Linked DNA regions of Sus scrofa: region 1 is linked to region 2. Evidence: chromatin contacts called from public Hi-C data. All regions are on one chromosome and are shown on one strand. The core of a region is the stretch at or near the end of the contact, and the rest is flanking DNA. Distances in the headings are between cores, read along the strand shown.

Region 1 (7,466 bases), core at 1,377-3,876, 300 kb before region 2:
TCGTGAAATACTACCTGCGTTACTATGATCAGGTAAGAAATGGCATTATGTGGAAAACTACACTAATGGGGTTTCAACTCTTGCACATTGTTGGCATGTAGAAATTGGATGATGGATAGATGGATAAATTTCAAGTCCAACATAGAATATGAGAGCTATCCAGCCTCCTTGGTTTACAGATGGAAACACTGAAGCCAAGAGAATTTAGTTGACTCTTGTAAAGAGAAGCATTATTCAGTGGCACAAATCTCCTGACTCTTAATCCACTCTGTAACACAGCTTCAGAGAGACCCCAAGTTAACCCAGTGCCTTCTGACCAGATTGGGAGGTTCTTTGTGAAATCCATCTCCATTCAGAGTAATTGGTTGTATTAGAAACAAGATTCTGGGATGCAGACCAAAATTTAGAAAATTAAGATGCAGTAATACCCAATACTTTATCAGCCATGTTCATCTGTGAACAAGTTGAAGATGTGGAATTTGAAATTCATCCTCTCTGCTTAGATTCCATTGGCAATTAGAAAGAAAAATTTCTGTGAGAATCCACCTAAGCACAATTTTCTGTGCTTTATTCCTTCTCATTAAATGGAGAACAAGGAGTCCTCACTTTGAGAAGAAAGAGGTAGTGTTGTAAGTTGTTGAGAAACCCAGCCATCCATAAATGGAAAAAGTCTCAGGGAAATGTTGTCAGGAGTCCTGCTTAACTCTCCACAGAAGCGGGAGTTTTTCCTCCGTGCCCTGAGGGAAGAAAAGTAAAGATTCCAGGGTCTTGTTTGCAGAAGGCCTACAGTTTCATGCAGAAGATGGGCTAAGCACTGAAGAAGTCTGTAGTTAGCTTTCCTACCTTCCATGTGGGTTTATCTAATTGTTGTCATGTAACTACCAGCTGGCTTACCATTTCCTTGTATGTAGATAACATTGAACAATTCCCTAGTGTCCCGGCAATGTTCATTGAGGTCCAGAACTTTTTGTAGTTTCATTTTTAGTGTCCATGATGTACGTGCTTGGTAAACACCTGCTGAGTTGTGTGCACTGTAAATATTCACAGGTGGATAATAAGTAGCATCTGTAAAGAACTAGGTGAGAGGTATCTTCTGGTAAAATGGAGCAGGTGTGTTGAACTTCGGGCAGTGTGTGCATACCCAGAGTTCTGAGTGTGCCCCACCAGTGGGGCAGAAGAATTATCCTGAAGAAACCTGAAGTGGCAGTTCTAATTTAAGGTTGGCATGAGCAGATTTACCTTGTGGCATCTGCCTCATCCAAGTGAGATGCACTGTGTAGAAAGGATGAAATTGCTTATGGAATTTGACTCTCATTGAGGAGAGGTGGGATGGACCTCACAGCAGGAAAGCTGACAGATTAGTTTCTAGCATGAGATTGTCCAGTTGAAGAAAAATAAGTCAACATTTGTGTGGTGCTCTCCCAGTTTTCACTGTGCAAAATGCACTTTGCTCAACCAGAGTACAGAATTACGGTATTTATTAAGCAATCCTGTCCCTCTTAGGAGCGTAAATAATGATTTTTGTGGTTAGTGGTGATGACAATTAGCAGAAGAAAGGTGTCTCCTGCTGCAAGCTTCCTTTCACTGATGCCTGATTTTTGGTGTAAGTCTCAGTCTATGTGAAGTTTAAAGAAACCCATGTAGGGCCATGTCTTTTGAACTCTAGTTGAGCAACTTCCTTAAGAGCTACTACCAAGCTGATTTCCTCAACAGCATTTTCTCTTTTTCTAGCTTACCAAAAAAAAAAAAAAAAAAAAAAAAAAAAGTTTTGAAAAACAGAAAGATACTTGCATGAATTCTTCCAGTGTATAGGGTTACCATGGAGTTTTGTGGCAAGCATCTTAGATGCTGTTTCATCTTGATACCTCAGACTAGGGTACCACTTCCATTGTTTATAAAGTAGTAAAGTACATGTCGTGGTCCCTGTGTGGGTTGGAAAATAATTTCTAGGCTCAGAGCGAGGTAAAGAGAAAGATGAGCTTATTGAGACAAGAAATGCTGCTAGCACAGTAGGCTGACTTTCTGATAATCAGGGAAAGGCAACCTCCAGTGGAGGTTTGATGCTGGTTTTTATAGCCGGGGGGTAAGGGAAAGGATGGTAGGGCCTCTGCTGATTGGCCGGGGTCTGAAATTTTCCTCATACCTGCTTGGGCAAGCCATTTCTTTATCAAAAGGGGGAGGAGCAAGCTTGCTAGGGCAAGCCACTTCCTTATCAGGAGAGAGCCAGAGCTGTCCAGAGTGTCAGGTTTTGTGTTTGGGCTGATATGCTGTGGCTTGTGTTCCATAATAAGTAGAGGAAAATAAATAGTACACTCATCACATAAAATATTTTTCCATTCAAATGAGGAAAACCACCCTCTCCTAGCATCCCAAGTGAGGCTAAAGGTCTTAAACGAAGAGGGGAGGGCCTGGGGAATTCTTGAAGAGACCAAGAATTAGATATTTCCTGCCAAAGGTACAAAATTCCCAGAACAGCATTGTATAAGCCTTCTGTAATGGCAGCAAACAAAGTATGTTGGTAGCTAGATAGGGCGTACTTGACCAAGAACAAGATACAGTGCCTACCTTCCTAGTGTTTATAGTCTAGTGGGGAAGACACACAAGCTAACAAGGTGACTTTATGTTACGTGCTGTGATAAGGGTAAGTAGCTGGGCTCTGGGAAACATTCAAGCACCAGAGCTTAGGGGAGATCTTTAAGGAAGTAATACTGTTTTGAGACTTGAAGGAGCAATATGAACAAGGGGGTGTGGGGAGGGGCTGGAGAAAGGTTGGAAAGGGACAGTTTTATAGACAAAGCCTAGAGGCAATAGATTGTGGCCTATTCTATTATTTCATGAAAGTTGAGGAGAAGAAGTTAGAGATAGGAGAAGGGAGAAATCAGGCTGGAGATGGAGACAGAGGCCAGATCATAAAATGCCTTGTAAAGCAGTTTTAGAGTTTGGAATTAGTCCTAATGGCAGTAGGGGAGATGGAATGTGAAGGAAAGCTGGCAGAGGAGGCTGTGTGGAGGGAAGAAAAACGAAAGACTGTCTGAGATATGCAAGATACAAAGCGTACATTTAAACAACTCAAGTAGAGAGCAAGCTGGACGGGAAAAGATATTCGAGGGGAGGCTGATCTCTCAGGGTGCACCCAGGTTGTGGCCCTCGAGATGTTTCTCCACTTAGATCCTCTACTGGGTATGGTTTTAGAGGTAGTCAAAACCCTATCCAGCCATGGCCTTGCAAATACATGCTAAGATAAGCCAAACAGCAGTAGGAAAATCTTTGCAGATGTGCAAAGAATTGCATCACACACTCACGTACGCACACACTTTAAGCTGCAGAGAAAGGTAGGTGAAAGCATACTGGATAATGATTGTTTCTTCTGCTGTGGTGCTGCTAATCCAGCACCTTCTAATTCACACCCATTGGCACACCCCAAAGATGAGTTATCTAATTGCTACCATGTGAAACTCAGTGGGGACTTTCAATTCAAGTAGTTTCATATGTTCTTCCCGTTCCTTTCTCCACGGGAAGAGAGTGGCTGAGATGAGGACATACCTGACCATTTTCTCTCTGATTCAAAAGGCAAAAGAAAACCCAGCCTATGCCATAGCCATGGCCAACTTCAGGGCCAAGAAGACCAAAACATCACTGAGAAAGACACAAAAGCTCTTCAAAGTAATCTGTCCCAAGTGAGGAATAGCAAAGGAACATTGTATGATTCTCATCTGACCATCCAATAAAAGATGGTTTGGAATTTGAACTGAAAGTGGCAACTGGGAAGTATAATGTGCTTTTGTTTACCGTACATTCTAGGAAGCAGGAACAGAAAAGAGCGTTTTCCCCCTGCCTGAACCACAAGATTTCTTTCTGGCCTCCCAAGTCAAATTTGAAGACCTTGTAAAAGATTTGCGAAAACTGAAGAGACAACTAGAAGGTAACAGGAACTGTTTTATTATGATGATAATAGATAAGATTTTTAACTGATTTAAGGGGGATTGTTTCTCTCTGGCTCATGGAATGGAGTTGGTGAGAGTTGCTACAATATACTCCCGTCCTCATGAAACTTTCCATCTCTATGTCCTATTTGGAGGCACTGTATTTACATACACATCTCTCTATTTTACTAGTGTTAATTAGTGCTTATTTATCTGCATCCTGTTGTACCTACATTTTCCAATGTATAGTAGATAAAATCTTAATAACAGCAATCTTTTGAATTCTTACTGTTGTGCTATAGGATTCTTCTAACAATCCAAATAAGCAGGAACTACACTAACCCCATTTTATAGATGAGAAAAGTGAGGCTTAGAAAAGCTTTTTCACATAGCCAGTGAGAGGCAGGTCAGGTCTGATTAGAAAATCTCATGCATTGCATTTTCTAAGTTAGTTTACTCTGCTGCCTTTCTCTCTCTCTCTCTCTCACACACACACTCTTACTCTCGCTCTGGCATACACATACATCCCTATATGTTTGGTTTATATATATGAGTCTAATAATGATAGCAAGACCCATTCTATTTTAGTTGCATTTACATTTTTAATTATCCAAAGCAAAATGCTGAAAGCCCTCTTTGGCTTTTTTAAAAGGTGAAAATATGTCTCTCTTGGGCAGGAATTTTCCTTTGGCATTTCTCGAGTCTTGTGTTTTCACTGTGGAGACATCTCCTTGTCCAAGAATATAAATACTTGCCTTGGAGCTTGTATAACTCCAATTGAAGAGCTCTACAGAGGATTTAGGGAGCGTGTTAATGTGGAAATGGAGCCCAGCGCGCCAAAAGCAGAGCTTGAGGAAATGAAGAGCTTGCACCAGGAATATTTTTACACGAAGACATAAAATAAACATTTTCAAAATGTTTATTGTGAAAGAGTGCTCAGAAATCTAAGTCTTAGACAGAGGACAGCTTGGAAATGGAAGTAAAATGGGAAAGATCTACTCCTGGTGCAGGGAGAGCCATTTATTTTTACTTTGGGCGTAAAACTTGCTTAAATAAGGATAGTGGTTACAAGTGAATATTTTTACCTTGTAAATTATTTTTAAAGGAACATGTGGATTTCTTTTCTTTTTTTTTTTTTTTTCTCCTCCCGTTGACGTGGGCGAGGAGCGTCAATTCAACCAAATGGATACTTGGTTCTGGAATGTGATACGTGAACTTGTGATCATTCTTTTCCCTCTCCTGGAAAACCGACAGTTTTATCCTTGACTAAGATGAGGGGCTTGATGCTTATGGAAAGAGAGTGGAGTAAGCCATCACGTGGCAGTTTTGTCTGTCCCTCTCCAGTGGCAGAATTAGGTCCAGTCATTAGGGTGGCTTTTGCAGTAGCACAGAAGACCTGTGCTTCTTGGGGCCGTGACCATCCCTGAGTGCCCATCCCCTCTCATCCCCCAGCCCTTGGGAACCCTGTGGCCTTCCCTTGCCTATAATCTTGGGGGCAGAAACCTGATCTATGTTGGATCTTTCCTCTTTGCCTGCCTTCCTGCCATAGGCTGCCTTTTTCAGGCATCCCAGCTCAGCTTCATCCCTTTGATGCCTTGTGTGGACGATGGTAAAGAATAAGGACTTAAGAAGAGTGAATTAGGGTGTTCCCATCATGGCTCAGCAGTAACAAATCTGACTAGTATCCATGAAGATGTGGGTTCGATCCCTGGCTTCACTCCGTGGGGTAAGGATCTGGCGTTGCTGTGAGCTGCAGCGTAGATCACAGATGTGGCTTGGATCTGGTATTGCTGTGGCTGCAGTGTAGGCTGGTGGCTACAGCTCCAATTTGACCCCCTAGCCTGGGAACTTACATATGCCGTAGGTGCGGCTCTAAAAAGACAAAAAAAAAAAAAAGAAGTGTGAATTAGGGCAGTGGAGAGACAGGAGTTCCTCCAGAGCTGTGCCCTGGGGTAGACTGTATTTCCCTAGGGAGACCCATAGGGTCATCCCAGACCTCTCCACAGTCACAGTTTCCTTAGGTAGCTGTAAGGAAAGATAAGAACTTCTGAAGCTGGAGGAGCTACCTTCTGAAGGAAAACTGAACATTACCTTGGTTCTTTTTCTTTTTTGCTTTGGATGTCACCAGGAGACATGTGGACCGCAAAGGCAAACGAGGAAACTGGGGCCGCCCCCTCCCCATGCTGAATATTTAAACAAAAATGCCCTGCTAATCTTTAGAGATGCCAGTGTTTTTCATACATGAAAGGTACCTAGTAAATATTTAAAGAAAATACAGACCGTGGGTTCTCTAATGAATTTCTTTTTCTTCTGAATCCCATCTGGCAAGATGGCCAGAGCCGTGGCGGCCCGTTTCATCTCACACGCCCATTCAGGCTTCAGCCCCTTTTCCATAAGGCCTTGGTGGGAGCCTAGGTTGAATGTTTAATTGAAGAGGACATAATTTTCACACATACAGCAAAGATCTGATGAGGCTTTGAGGTTTATTGTAGCCATTAAAATGTCGTGGCTGCTGGCAAAACCCCAGAAAATGTCTAAAGCTAAACCAGATGTGATTAGCAAATTTCGAGAAGGCTCAGGCCCTCGTTCTCCAGGCAGGTCCAGCCTGTTAAAAGAACATTGTGTTGAGTAGGAAGAGCAGCACCTAAACACCAGGGTGTGAGTTAAACTATGGCTGTTGGCTGTATGGATGTCACTGATAGAAGGAGAGGTGGTCAAAAGCATCTTTCCTAGAGATGAGAACATCCAACCGCCTCCTTATGTGGGGAAGCATAGCAAGTGATGGAGGACAAGAGCTTCTTCTACGGTTTATTTCATGATTATGATCCGGTGCTTTACATATATCATCTCTTTAATGCCCCTCCCCCTTTTTGGGTCTTTTTAGGGCTGCACCCACAGCATATGAAAGTTCCCAGGCTAGGGGTTGAATCGGAGCTGCAGCTACCAGCCTACACCACAGCCACAGCAACTCAGGATCCGAGCCTTGTCTTCGACCTATACCACAGCTCAAGGCAACGCCAGATCCTTAACCCACTGAGCGAGGCCAGGGATCGAACCCGAGTGCTCATGGATACTAGTCAGGTTTGTTACCGACGAGCCACAGTGGAATTCCTAGTGCCTTATTACAACGACCCCATGAAGCAGATATAGTTACGCATCTTTCCTAAGAGGAGGAAACCAAAGTTCAGGTGCTCAGGTGACTTGCCAAGTTACTTCACAGATGATGACCTAGCCACCCTTTGAAACTGACTCTCAGGCCAGTACTTGAGACTTGGTGTGCCTTGGGTCCAGAAGTCCGCTTATCTGACCAGAGAGCACAGCAGAAAGATAGGTATCCAAGGCATAAAGCCGCACAAAGATACGAATGACAGAAAGAGTTCCTGGATGTGTGCCCATGAGTGCAAGGGCGCACACATACACACATTCCTAGGACCATATATATAGACACTCAGATCAGAGGGAGACATAGGAAGGACCTTAGTTTGCCTGGGGGTTACAAGGGGAGGACATGGGAGAGATGGGTATAGAAGCAAACGGTACTGC
Region 2 (7,038 bases), core at 1,420-3,919:
CGGTCAAAAGATTTAAAAAGGTAATGCTCATAGTTAACAAGCCGGCTGAGATTCCTACAAACAGAGGAAGAGAGAGCCCAACATTAACAGAAATCAATTTGACAGTATGTAGGAAACAGAGTCTAAAAATATGCATGGAACATGACCCACTTTTTCTTTTCATAGAAATATATACCCTAGAGAATTTATCAGGAATCTACACAAAGATTCATGTGCAAATATGTCCACTGAAGCAAAGCTTTTGCTGGGGACAAATTGGAAAAACTAAATGTCCAATATTTGTGGAATGCCTAACTAAACTGTGGGATAAACATAGGATATAATCCAATTAGTAAAAATAATTACAGCAATGCTTTTAATGTATGAAAATGGTCTTGACAACATATTAGGTATAAAAATCCACGTTAAAATATTTATAGTATGTTTTCTTGGGGAGTTACAACTGAGGCATGCAGAAGTTCCCTGGCCAGAAATTGAACCCATGCTACAGCAGTGACCTGAGCCACAACAGTGACAACACATCGTCCTTAACCACTAGGCCACCAGGGAACTCCTACAGTATGATTTTTTTTACTACACACACACACACATATATATATATACACATAGAAAGAGAGCCTGGAAAGAAATGCACCAAACGTTGAAAGTAGGTATTTCTAAGTGGTAAGATTGTCAATAATTTATTTTCTGAATCATCCACAATGGCCTTTATCAATTTTATAATACAAACAATTAATATAAACATAAGTAAGCCAGCCACAGAGAGTCTTTAAAGGTACCACAAATTGCCTTCTGAATGCACTGCAGCAGGAAAAAATAAAGCCCACAGAGAACTGGTTCTCCACAAAGGGTGATGTTGGTTGGCAGGGGATAATATTATTGCGGGTTGTCACAAGTGGCAGGGGACATTATTATGGGTTGGCGATGCTGGTGTTCTGGAGGCATGGAGGGGGCAGATGTCAGGGATGCAGGCCCCACAACCAAGAATTCCATGGCCCAATGTCATGGGTGCTGAGAGTGAAAGCCATGCTCTGGAGTCAAAATCATGATGTGAATCCAGACCCTCAGCCACATCAGATGGTCAGTCCTGGCCAAGGTCTCACCCACTCTACACCCCAACCTACCCTTGTGAGGGGGAAGCACAGGATTTCTTAGTTAAAAAATAACTACATATGGAGTGTCTGGTACATAGAAGGCACAAAATAAATTATTGGTTGTCCTCCTAGAACCACATTTAAAGAAAGAACATGATCACATATTCCATTTTGTGTTTCCTTCTGTAGGTATCAAAAGAGAGTGCTTCCTAACCTTTAATTAAACTAAATTGCCCTCTTTCAAAGGGTACTTGACTTTGGGAGTCAAGCCAGTTTCGAGGTGCTGTGCTCTCCCTGGATTCTAGAGCTTTACAATCAGATTGGCAGGGTGAAAATGTGGGTCTATCCAAAACTCATAGAGGCAAATGTTCTAAGTACCAGGGCTAATGCAAGTGAGAAGTTGATGTCCTGTCCTGGCACTGCCCACTGGGTCCACCTGGGACCAAAAGGCTGGGCCCAGAGGAGGACACCAGGCACCAAAGGACACACAGATGTTGTGTGTGCATCTCTTATCGAACAAAGCAACAGGTGAATGCATTTGATTTTCTTGCACTTTTCCCCTCTCCAATGAATGATTTGAGCTCTATTTATAAATATGCTTGGAGAAATTAAAAATTATCTGGAAATAGCAGAAGTCTAAACCTATATTCCTACTGCTTCTGCATCAAAAGAGCCTTGGTACCACTTGCGGCAATGGAGATCCCATTGGTTGCCGCTCAACTCCTCTGCTTAAATTGGAGCAAGGCTGATGGGCATCCACATGCTCTCCTGGCTGCTGTAACTGGGGGGTTAGAGATGTGACTTGTCTTGGACCACAGATGAACACACTGAAGCAAGGCTGGGAGGCCTGGCTGGGGAGGGGCGCTGGGGAGAAAGCTGTGTGGATACCAGCAACTTACTCTGCTCACAGCCAGGATCTGGAATGCTGAGCGCAAGCTGACCACTCCCTGCCTGCAGTCACGTCTTGCTGTCACAGCCCAGACCCCTAGGCACCACAGCTCTGCATGTGAAAAAAAAAAAAAAAAAAAAAAAAAAAAAAAAAAGCCAGAGGCGCTGACCAGGCTCCAGCGTGCTGTATACAGACCTCCTTCAATGAGAACCAACTGCCAAAAATTCTCTTCACTGACCACACATGCAAAAAAAAATTCTTCTGATATTAGTATAATGTATCATTTACTGTCAGAAGAACTGCTTTTTCCTCCCTTGCCTTCGGAAACATTTCTAGGCCATAGCACCTGCATTGTTGCCATATTTTTGCACAGTCCAGTGACCAAGGAGTATTTAGAGTCTGCACAAACTCAACAAATGGTGTCTCCCATCATCTGCTGAAGGATTGGAAAAAAAAAAAAAAAATGAGGCAGAAGTGACCCGCTGGTTCGGTTCAGAAGACAGGCATCTCTGTAGTTTACAGCAAAGGGGCTCCTCCCAGCAGGCCCGTCCACTCCTACTGCCCAAGAGGAAAACGTTAGTCAACCACATCTTGTCCAAACAGGGCTGGGCTTGTTGACACAGGCTGCCGAGCTCTCGCGTACCAGGAAGATGGCACCAGGAAGGTCCCTTGAGCCTCCTCAGGGCAGGCCAGTCTCCTGGACTGACTGTCTCCTTCACCACAATCTGTCTCATGCAAAGATAAACTCTGACAGGCTAGTGGGGGCGACAACCAGGAGGGCCCCGAGCCGGCCCCCGATCCCTGCTTGGAAGGGCCCTGGGTGAGTGTCACTCCATCCTGATCAGACCGAATGCCATGTACTCTGCACCCCCCGGTGGGACCAGTGTTCCCCACAGTACTGGGAGGGGTCAGTGTCTGGCCCCCTGGGAGCTTCCGAGTCAGTGTGTCCAAACAAATAACCCCACAGACGCGGGTGAGAGGGAAGGACTGGGGGTTGGGGATTGGCATATGCACACTGAGGTATATGGAATGACTGGCCCATGGGGACCTGCTGTATGGCACAGGGAACTCTACCCAATATCTTGTGATAATCCATGTGGGAAAAGAATCTGAAAGAGAATGAATGTGTGTATACATATGACTGGGTCACTTTGTTGCACAGCAGAAATGATCACAGCCTTGTAAATTAATTATACTTCAATAAAACTTAAAAAAATGAAAATCAAAAAATTTAAAAAAATAATAAAATCGTCATCTAATACTAAAAATAAATAAATAAATAAATAACCCCACAGGGAAAGTGGAGCAGCTAGTAGAAGGAGCTGGTCTAGGGACCATCCAGCACATGCTGAGCATGGCAGGAGGCGTGTCTGCTCCAGTCCCCCTGTGACATCCATACATACTTTGTGACTGAAGAAACACCTGCCCCATCCCCGGAAGTCCCAATGGTGTTGGTGCCTAACTGCAAATGTATTTGACCAAAACCAAAAGAACTACCCAAGTCCCACTCCCACCTGCTACCTCGGCTGCCGTCAAAGGCATCTGCAGATGTGGGGCAGCCTTTTTATCTGCATGGAACACTCTGCAGACAAGGGGACAGGCTGTGTGAGGCAGGAACTTAGAGTCCCAACTGACATGGACAATGGGCTCCTGTCCTTAGATACTCTTTTTTTTTTTTTTTTTTGCCACACCTGCAGCATGCATAAGTTCCCAGGTCAGGGATCAAACCCGTGCCACACCAGTGACAACACCGAATCCTCAACCACTAGGCCACCGGGGAACTCCCCCCAGATACTCTTAAGTAGAGAAATGTGGCGACAATCTTAAAAGTGTCCAGCCTTCTTGCCACCCTCTATTTGATCCCCAACCACTCTGCACTCAACACATTCTAGATAACGAGTCTATTTCCTCCCACCTCTTCATGCCTGAAACTAAGCCCCCATGATCCACGTGACCACCTCCTCAAGGGCATGCAGCTAAACTCCACTTGACCTGAGAAGGCTTCCCTGAGGCCAGAGCCTTACTTCCCTCCAGAGCTCCTGTCATGGTGACTATCTCAACCACAACCTGGGCTCACAGCTTCTATCTTGGCATGCTGTACGTGTGTCTTTCAACATTTATATCTGTCCCTTTTCCCTTACATCTTTTTTTTTTTTTTTTTTTTTGGACTGCACTGCACCTATGGCATGGGCATGAGGAAGTTCCTGGACTAGGGACTGAACCTGAGGCACAGCAGTGCCAACACCAGATCCTTAACCCACTGAGCCACCAGGGAACTCCCAAGACCTAAGCTCCTTAAACAAGGGAGGCTCTAATCACAATAAGAGAACATGGGCCCTGCTACTCCTCTTTGCATCTCCTGGTCCCTGTTTGTATCACACCCATTCAGCCGACCCACCCCTGGAGTGAGGGGTGTGTGACACCTGGTTCCTGACCTTGCTGTGTTTTCACCTTCAAACAACTCTAGAGGCCTTGAGACTGAAGCACCAATGGAAAAGGCATCCAGGGATGGAGAAGTGAGAAGAAAGGCAGTTCAATCCTGCTCTGTCCCCGACTCAGTAAAACCACTCAATTCCTTGGGTCAGTTTAACCTTTACTATAGGTTAAAAGAAGATGAAGCCTGACTCTCTTACCTATTTCACAAAGATCCCAAGCAAATAAGTTAGATGTGTGCTGGCTGTTTTTCAAATGTATCAAGGCCACAGTTCCTGGCATGTGGTAGGCATTTTATAATTATTTATTGAGTAAAAATGGAAATGAAAAGATGATATTTTGATAGGATGCATGGCTCACGGTAAGTGCACTAATCATGACCTGCCAGACACACCAGCACGTGGACAGCCGGCTCTCAAGCCACTGAGAACACGCTTTCCAACCCATCCACACACCACCCTTAGGCCAACATCTCTTATGTGGACACGACCAAGCTTTGCTCTTGGCTTGGCAACTGACTAAATTGTCTTCTTGACTTTGAAGATACTTCTATACCAATGTCATGGTCAAAAAACAATAGCATGGTTGAGTTTGGAGAAGTTGCCACTTACTGTTTTTCAGGAAACATCCATCCTCACTACAGTCTGAGGTTCTGAACTCTCTATTTATTTATTTATTTTGTCTTTTGGGGGCTGCTCCCATGGCATATGGAGGTTCCCAGGCTAGGGGTCAAATTGGAGCTGTAGCTGGTGGCCTACACCACAGCCACAGTGATGTGGGACTCAAGCTGAGTCTGTGACCTACTCCACAGGTCATGGCAACACCGGATCCTTAATCCACTGAGGAAGGTCAGAGATCACACCTGTGTCCTCATGGATATAGTTGGGTTCATTAACCACTGAGCCACAACAGGAACTCTAAAGGTTCTGAACTCTTAAGGTCAACACTGATAGGCAGCAGAGCACTTTGTCAGGTGGTGGGGGTTAGGCAGGGAGAGAACTAGTTCCTCCAAAGTTTAGCATGCAACTCTTGTAGGCAGTTTACCCAAGTCAAGCCTAGGAGGACACGGGGGAAAAGGAACAAGGAACATAGGACATGACCATAGATATGACCATCTTCCAGCCCTGAAGCCATTCACATCTGGAGATATATATGTGGTAGGATGGAAGAGGGAATGACAGTGACAATGATGCATCCCAGATGAGTAACATTTCAGGCTGCCCAAAACACTTGTCTATACATTATTTAACTTGACTGCTACATCAATCCCATGAGAAGGTCTGGGTAGCTCACCTCCATTTTCAGACTGGGGAACTCAACTTCATAGAGTTCAAAGGACTTGCTTAGTGCCACAAGGCTGGTCTGAGCCTGGGCTTTGGGCATTGGCACTCTTCCGGCCACACCACACAATGACCACCATGCCCCATCAGGCACACCGCATGCCCCTTCTGCTCCTCCAACCCCACAGTATGCCACGCTCAAAAGTCATGCTGAGTTTTCATTGTGGTGCCAAGCCGTGGTCTGCTAAACCCTTCCAGCCAGCTTTAATAGCTTTCTTTACGAACCGTGGTGCCCAAAGTATTGGCACCAATTTGTTCCAAGAGGGCAGTTTGTCAGAAAATTGGCTCACTGAAGCTTCATGTCCCTGACACACCATCTGCCCAAATCCGCCTGTGGTTTACCACGACTCCCGGCATCATTACAGCTTCTCAGCTAAGTATCACAGGATTATATGCGTCTATGGGGATAGAAGACAGCTGGTTGGAGAGAGGCAGTCAAACCTAACACAGCTGGCTTGCCAACTAACGCTAAAGCTGTGGGACGGTGGGCAACATGACACTTTAAAAAAAAACTGTTAGAAAGCTTGCATCAAATGAGACAGGGTTCAGGAAAGTATTTTTGCAAACCAAAAAGAATTGTATAAGATTCCGTTACCGCTATTGCATTCCCCCACAGGTGCATGATCCGCGTGGGTCAATTAATTATCTGTGGAAAATCATGCCCTGTGGTGACACGGTGCTCCCTTTCTCCAGAGGGCAGGTCTCAGGCAACGTGGAACAAGGTCCCAGCTTCAACCTGCTTCCCATAGGACAGCGCGTCTGGGAGAACACCTACCAGAAGCCTATTTGCAGGAGCCGCTGAGATGCCTCCTGGGAAAAAGCTTAAACTAAAGGGAGGAGGAGTCTAGCTGGATATGTCCTAGCCTTCGTGGTTAGTGGGGGTGGGGGCGGATTGTTAACCCCTGCTGTGGCTGAGGCTTAGTGAGGTTTTTCTCCCTGTCCAGCCTCTCTTGTGAACCCATGGAAAGCACAGCATCAGGGATGGAAGGCTTGTTGGGAATAGTGAGAAAGAAAATGGAAAGCTCTGCTTTCCTAAAACTCTCTGGGCTAAGTTTAGGGGCATTTAGGGGTCTCCCCCCGCCCTCAGCACCCAATACTTTACAACAGACTCCCTGAGGTTGCAAAGGCTTTGGGTTCAGTGGCTGGAGTCTTGGAGTTTGAGGTGGTGCTCAGCTGAAGGGGACAAGCGGTAGGAAGAAGGGAACACGGGAAGTGCCCCACGAGAGGGACTGAGTCACTGTGTTCAGGATCATCCATGGCTCTAGGGCACTTTGCAGAAGCT

Evidence for each region. A called contact is a pair of places that touch in the nucleus more often than the background predicts.
Region 1: a Hi-C map of omental adipose tissue shows a contact between it and region 2, with 1.8 times the contacts expected there. The contact joins two enhancer-like sites. A contact is called at or near these places in 3 of 47 Hi-C or Micro-C datasets (mesenteric adipose tissue, omental adipose tissue and subcutaneous adipose tissue).

What each region holds. Positions count from the first base shown.
Region 1 is chr1:136,844,506-136,851,971 of Sscrofa11.1, reverse strand. FMN1 (formin-1) reads left to right here. Exons shown (of 22, transcript XM_021098316.1): 16 at 1-32; 17 at 3,802-3,922. Among named protein-coding and RNA genes, the nearest start is that of GREM1, 230 kb to the right of the region's middle. Within about 2 kb of position 2,626, at least 6 of the 83 cell types and tissues checked have an H3K27ac peak or open chromatin away from gene starts, as enhancers often do. A contact at or near this core is called in omental adipose tissue, where this site is marked.
Region 2 is chr1:136,542,567-136,549,604 of Sscrofa11.1, reverse strand. The region is part of intron 2 of SCG5 (secretogranin V); the gene reads right to left. Among named protein-coding and RNA genes, the nearest start is that of SCG5, 20 kb to the right of the region's middle. Within about 2 kb of position 2,669, at least 7 of the 83 cell types and tissues checked have an H3K27ac peak or open chromatin away from gene starts, as enhancers often do. A contact at or near this core is called in omental adipose tissue, where this site is marked.